Regions from separate parts of the Mus musculus genome. Here region 2 is linked to region 1. The links are chromatin contacts, called in public HiChIP or PLAC-seq maps. All regions are on one chromosome and are shown on one strand. Each heading gives the region's core, a stretch centred on a gene start, on an enhancer-like site or on the middle of the called end of the contact. The rest is flanking DNA. Distances are from core to core; before and after follow the strand shown. Region 1 has its middle 98 kb from the start of Gm41044. Region 2 has its middle 3.5 kb from the start of Gm29927.

Region 1 (3,280 bases), core at 520-3,019:
CTTCTTGGTAAGTCACCATGAGGGAAGAGGGTCTGAATGTGACGCAACTTTAAAAGGAAAGAAATGGCGCCGAGGCAGGGGCTAGGGGGATCCCCAGACATAAGACTCTGCCTCATAACAACCAAAAATTTTAAAAATAAATTTTAAGCAAAAGATTCTCAGCTGGGAAGATAAATAAACAAGGCCAGGCTGGTAGGCCGGCTCCCTTCATGAATGTTAAGCCGTGCCGGCCTGGTTTAATGAGTGAGCTATCAAGTGCCTAGCAAAAGTCCCAGAACACCAATAAATGTTAGTTCTTGTTTCCAACATCAATAAATGATAGCTGTTCCCCAAGTTGTTGGACATTTTCTTAGGAAAATCCTTAGACACCCTATTTAACACACCTGATTCATTCTCTCCTGGAAACGTGGGTGTACGCACAGTGCTTGTATATAATTTTATGGCATCTATGGGGAGGCCCGGAGCCTCCCCACAGGTGCATGAGCCTCCAACAACAGGAAGTGAGTGTGCAGGGCAGGACGCAGGTCTCCCAGGCCTCCGCTTCTTATGCTTTTAGAGCAGTGCCCTCTCTGTGAAAACCATGAGAAAGAAGAAGAAGAAGAAGAAGAAGAAGAAGAAGAAGAAGAAGAAGAAGAAGAAGAAGAAGAAGAAGAAGAAGAAGAAGAAGAAGAGGAAGAGGAGGAGGAGGAGGAGGAGGAAGAGGAGGAGGAGGAAGAGGAGGAGGAGGAGGAGGAGGAAGAGGAGGAAGAGGAGGAGGAGGAGGAACCTTCCAAATATTCTACACTGAAAGTTGGAATTGAGTTCTTGAAATTTGGAATAAATTCTCTGTATTAATGAAGGGCAAAATGAATTGTGCTTTCCTGTTCTTCAGAAGACTTGCAATTAGACTTACTCTTACTGCCCAACACTGAGTTATCAACTCCAAATGGGACTCCCAGTCTCCGAAGCACTGTGGCTGGTTTTCAGCTAGGACATTCAGGCCCCTAAGCCAAGACACACTAGCTGGGAGAGGAGCCTATTCCTGAACCAAAAGATCACCATGTCCCTGCTGGCAGCCAGATGTCATGGTGGCCTGTGGCAACTGGTCACATTAGGTCAATCTACAGCAAGTCAGTCTATGCCTGGACTAACTTGTGATGAATAAGCTGAAACATGCTCCACAAATTCAGTAAGAGCTCTAACAATCATTAACTCCCATTATGAAACAACGTTGTGAGTGTAAACACACCTTTAACAGACATTTCTCTAGCCAGAAGAGCTGATAAAAGGTTTGACTGGGAAGGTGGCCACAGACATGACCTATGTGCCTTTCTATTCGTTCATCTCTCTTCCTTCCTTTGGGGATCTTTTTTCTTTACCCCTTGCCTGTTTTCTATTTATAGGCATAACATATTTGAGCGCGATGACCAGATGACTAGAAATAGCCTAGGTCATTTGTTCTGTTAGCAAAGTTAGCTCCTCCCTTTCTTCAACTAATCTATGATTGTGTTTCTCGCACTTAATAATGGGTGTGAATTGAAAATGTGATACCAGATAAAGAAAAGAAAAACTAAAGTCTCCTTTTCCAGAGCCTATCACCACGAGAGCATGGGCTCTGACATTTCTGTTCTTTTCTTTTTGTTTCTCACACGCATGAGAGATTCCAGGAAAGCTTTCTTTTCTTTTCTTTCTTTTTTCAGCCTTTTTTTCTTCAAACTAAGTAGCGTTGGTACCCTGAGCCAGAGAGTGCAGTGGCTGGTGAGCGAGTGTTGACTTGTCTAAGCAAAGCACTGCTCAGAGCATTAGGAAAGGGAAATCCAGGGACTGGGAGCAGATTGTGGCAATTCCCACACACTTTGTCTCACTCTCTTCTAGCTGGGTATGCGTGGCTAAAGTCACGTTGCAGCCTCGCCTTGCAAGGAGGGAAACAATAAGCTAACAGGCTTCCAGCATAGACTTCTCACATTGGCCTCCAGAAGTTAAAATGAGTACAAGGCAGACTTCCAATCCCTAAAGAGGTTGTTGTGTATGTAAACACACACACATACTCCACACACACACTGTACATACCACACATATACATATATATGCACACACAGAGACATACAGACACACACTCCACATACCACACACAACACACTATACACACACCACACACACACACACACACACACACACACACACTACACCATACACACACATACACACATACCATACATACTTTATACATTACACACCACATACACACATGCACACATCACATACACACCACACACATACCAACCACATACACCAGCCCTAAAATAAAACATCTACTGAATACAACTTCCAACTGGGGCACAGATCTGAACAAAAAACACATTTCCTCACAACTTTGTTGCCTGGGAGTGTCTTTCTGGACCCCCTCTGTACACCACTTCTATACACACCTTCAAGATACCAAGCACTCCTGAACACTGCCTTTCTTGACCCTGGATACCAAAGAGACGTTCTGCCTTTGTAAAAGGCCACCCCTGAATAGTCTTGCTAATGTATACCTTATCTGTGGAGACAGAGATAAGAAGGCCCAATCAATAGCAGCCTGTGTATAGAACAAAGCTTTGGCTTAAATACTAAGGCTAAGAGCAACTTGGACGAAATAGGGAACTGGGCTTAGGCCAAAGTCTGGAGCTGCTGCTGGTGCAAAGAGGGCGGTTTTTTGTGTGGTAGATTTACAGCATGCAGCATAGACCATCAGCCCTCCTGACTGCCCTTAAGAGAGTTAGACATCCCGATTTGCATTCCCCACATGGCTCTTAGAAGCATCCTGAAGCTTGGCCACAAGCCAACAAGACTTGGAACGCCAAGATTCAAGATACCATTTTTTTTTTCTGGTTCACAGTATTTCTAAATATGAACTCTCCTTCTAAGCAAGGAGAATTTAATTTTTTTTCTAAGCAACAAAATTTTTATAGAGATCAAGGTAAGGAAAGCTACTGTTTTTGTCTGGTTCTCTTCAGCTGGGGTCTGGGTCCTCTTCCCATCACACTGGCCACGTAGGGCATAATAGGGCTTATATACTGGGTTTAGTATACAGATAGGTTCTCAGATCTGCATGGTTTATTGTCCTAATTTCTTTTTCTGTTGCTGTGTAAAATAAAGACAACTTAAGAGAGAATGGACTTGTTCTGGTCCAGAGTTCAGGTTAAGGTCCACTCTGGCAGAAAAGTCACAGTGGCAGGAACTGAAAGGAGCTGGTTACGTCATATTCGGAGACAGAATGAACGGGCAACAGACACCAGCATGTTGGTGCTCTCCTTCA
Region 2 (3,038 bases), core at 320-2,819, 680 kb before region 1:
AGGGAGGGCACACAGGTGGGGTTTTTGGAGCTGCTAATAGTGACTGAGAACTTGCTCTTCTTACTGGATCTCTCCCTGCCTCTGTAACACAATGCTCCTCAACACAGAACAACTTGGAAACATAGGAACTTCAAAGACAACTGCATTTGATCTTTGTGATGTCTTGTTTCTAACTTTATGTTTTTGCCTCTGCCGCCATTTCTTCTTCCCCAATCCTCATGTGCATACACACATGCATGTACATACACACAGACCCATGTTTCCAATGTATGATCAAGACCTAGTCAGTCAGGACTGTCATATCAAATTACACAAAGTGTGACGATGTAAGACATACAGGTTATCAGAAGGATAGTATGTACTAAGAAGAGAAATGTTCCTTCAGAGTCCTGGATCCTGTTGCTCCTGTATGCTGATCTCATTAATCCCAGGAATGGTTTGTACTTATATCCCCTGGGCCACCTTTTAAGCCAAAACCACAGTGGTTGGTTCTATAGAAAATAAAAATCCATTTATTTATTAATATTAAATGCTGTCTGATTCCTACATGCCACTGGATGATGAGAGAGAAAAAGATTTACCACTTGCCATGTCACTAATTAGGCATGTGGTCTTGGGCACATTCAGTGACCTGACTGAATGTCTACTGTTGCCTCTTGTTCTGAGAATCAAGGAACTGCATGTAAAGATAATGCATGAGGGATAGCTTACATAGGTGGCAGACATGATTCCAGGAGGGACGTTCTCTCCATGACAATAATGATCAGAGTGAAGAGTGAGAAAGGAGTAGGTGAGACAACATCTTCAGGACATGAGCAGAAGCCAGACCTGGGCTACACTGGGCTACCCTGGGCCACTCTGGGATACCCCAGGCAAATGGTTGATTCTCTGAATGTTTCTGTTTCTTTATTCCTTTTTAAACAGGGCGCTATTTGGAGTTCTTATTGTTTGGGTAACAATTTATCATTTTTTCAGAGTCATCTCCTCTGCATGCTTACTTAGCTCTATATGGGAGGCCTGTAGAAAGGTCAGCATATGCTAATTTGCATAAGTCCTTGGGTAGCTGGCTGTCCTGTGAACTGCCATCAATGAGAAGATTTGGACTAGGGCCCAACTGATCTTTTGGAATCTTTTCAACACTAGGACAGTGCATTTATAGGTACCATAAAAATGGCCTTTCTAAATGTCTTTGTTCATACACAAGAATCACATTGTAAACACCACATGAGCTGGACTTACCTTAGTAAATACATCACTGAAAAAGAAAAAAAAAAGAAATATATCATCGTATTTCTTATAGCTGACACAGTAAACTCTTAGAAACATTGTGTATGACAGAGAGACAGAGGGTGTTCTCCACACACTGAGGTAGGTAGCCCTGGCATAAGTGACTGGTTCTTCCATCTGGTTTACCTCTAACCCTTCTGGATGAAGACACCAGAATGAAACACCAATTTCTTTCTTTCCCTTGCCAGTAGGATTTTGCAGGGTTCTTGCTGTATTGTGCATTGAGAGCCTTCATTAGCAATGCAATCGCTTCAGAAGGTGACACATGACTCATACAAGGTCTAGAAATAGCACTGTGGAAAATTGCTTTTATGTAATCTTTCTCGGCGTGTCATTTGGTGAGTGCTTATCATCCCAGCAGAAACAAGTGGGAAAGATCACATCTTGTGGGGCCTCCGGGGATGCGCTGGCTCTCAGAGTCAGGCCACTGCCTCACAGGCCTCTGCAAACCACTAGAAGTTTGGGAGCATTTTAGGTACAATAGAGTAGGTGAGGGGTCAATCTGCAAAGTCAGAACCAACCTTGGGTTTCAGTTCTATTGCATTTAGTACATGGGCTTCAATCAGGAGCTGCTCTTCTTCCTCCTCCTCCTCCTGCTCCTCCTCCTCCTCCTTCTTCTTTTGGTTCAAAATTAAATTTTAAATGTTTTGAAGTTGTGGTAATCTATACTTAACATGAAATCAATCAGTCCAGTTAGGTAAAGTACATATACATTATTGTGCTACCATCGTTACCATCCAGCCATCTGTTTCTGGATCTTTCTCTCTTCCTAACTTAGACTCTGTACTTACTAACCAGTAACTCTCCTCTCATTTCCTCTTTCCAAGAAGCCATCCTTTGTTGGTTGGATTTTGACCCTTCTGGGTATCTCAGGAAGTGAAGTCATGTAATAGTTGTCCTTTTGTGATTGGCTTACTTAACTTTGAGCACAACATGGTTCCCAACAACCTGTAGCATGTGTCAGAACTGAGCACTGGTAAGCAGAACCCCATTGGATTAGGCGCCACATATCATTTATCCATTCATCTATTTCATGGACACTGAGTTGCTCCTGCCTTTCAGTTATTATGACAAATGTTTCTGGGAATATGAATGTAACAGTTTTAATCGTTTCCTGTTCCCATTGTAAAAAAAAAACCAAACTCTTAAAATTAAAAGGAAAGGTCCCCAGATAAGTATGTAAACAATCTAGAAGGAGAAAGGACAGAAGCAGGTGGTCGCCCCCATCCTAGGATAGTCACAGGCAAAGTTGGGGAGGGGAAAGGAGTAGGCCTGGTTGTAAACAAGGGCAGACAACTGCATGAGTGAAAGCAGATTTTTTAAACACTCATTGGAGGTGTCACAGGCAGCTTGGAAGGGACTTTGAGAAGCTAGGCCAGGAGCCTGTGGAGGTGGCTTGTATGTAAGATGGCTTTCTATGAAAACAGGGTGGACCTGAGTCTGAATCTCCAGTAAGCACACAAAAAAGCTGTGCATGACTGTGCATGCCTGTCCCTTTAGCACTGGGGTGGAGACAGACAGATCCTGAGAGTTCTCTGACCAGCCAGCTTGGCCCAAACTGGTGAGCTTTTGATTTATGGAAAGGCCCTGTCTCAGGAAATAAGGTGGGTAAAAGTAGAGGAAGAAATCTGATTGGCTTTGGCCAATGCATTTGATGGGCATGTCTGCATTGGTATAGTATGTGCTGCTCTCACATGCACACACACACCCGGGGCAGGGTAAGTGGTTCTGGGAAACAAAGAAAGCACGCA

The links. HiChIP or PLAC-seq counts read pairs in DNA pulled down with a chosen protein or histone mark.
Region 2: a contact with region 1 is called in an H3K27ac HiChIP or PLAC-seq map of cardiomyocytes, with 24 times the contacts expected there. The contact joins two enhancer-like sites. A contact is called at or near these places in 2 of 484 Hi-C or Micro-C datasets (both in liver) and 3 of 115 datasets of contacts at active chromatin or transcription factors (cardiomyocytes, differentiating embryonic stem cells and fibro-adipogenic progenitors).

What each region holds. Positions count from the first base shown.
Region 1 is chr13:101,914,265-101,917,544 of GRCm38.p6, reverse strand. No RefSeq gene overlaps it. Among named protein-coding and RNA genes, the nearest start is that of Gm41044, 98 kb to the left of the region's middle. Within about 2 kb of position 1,769, at least 56 of the 459 cell types and tissues checked have an H3K27ac peak or open chromatin away from gene starts, as enhancers often do. A contact at or near this core is called in cardiomyocytes, where this site is marked.
Region 2 is chr13:102,594,367-102,597,404 of GRCm38.p6, reverse strand. No RefSeq gene overlaps it. Among named protein-coding and RNA genes, the nearest start is that of Gm29927, 3.5 kb to the right of the region's middle. Within about 2 kb of position 1,569, at least 25 of the 459 cell types and tissues checked have an H3K27ac peak or open chromatin away from gene starts, as enhancers often do. A contact at or near this core is called in cardiomyocytes, where this site is marked.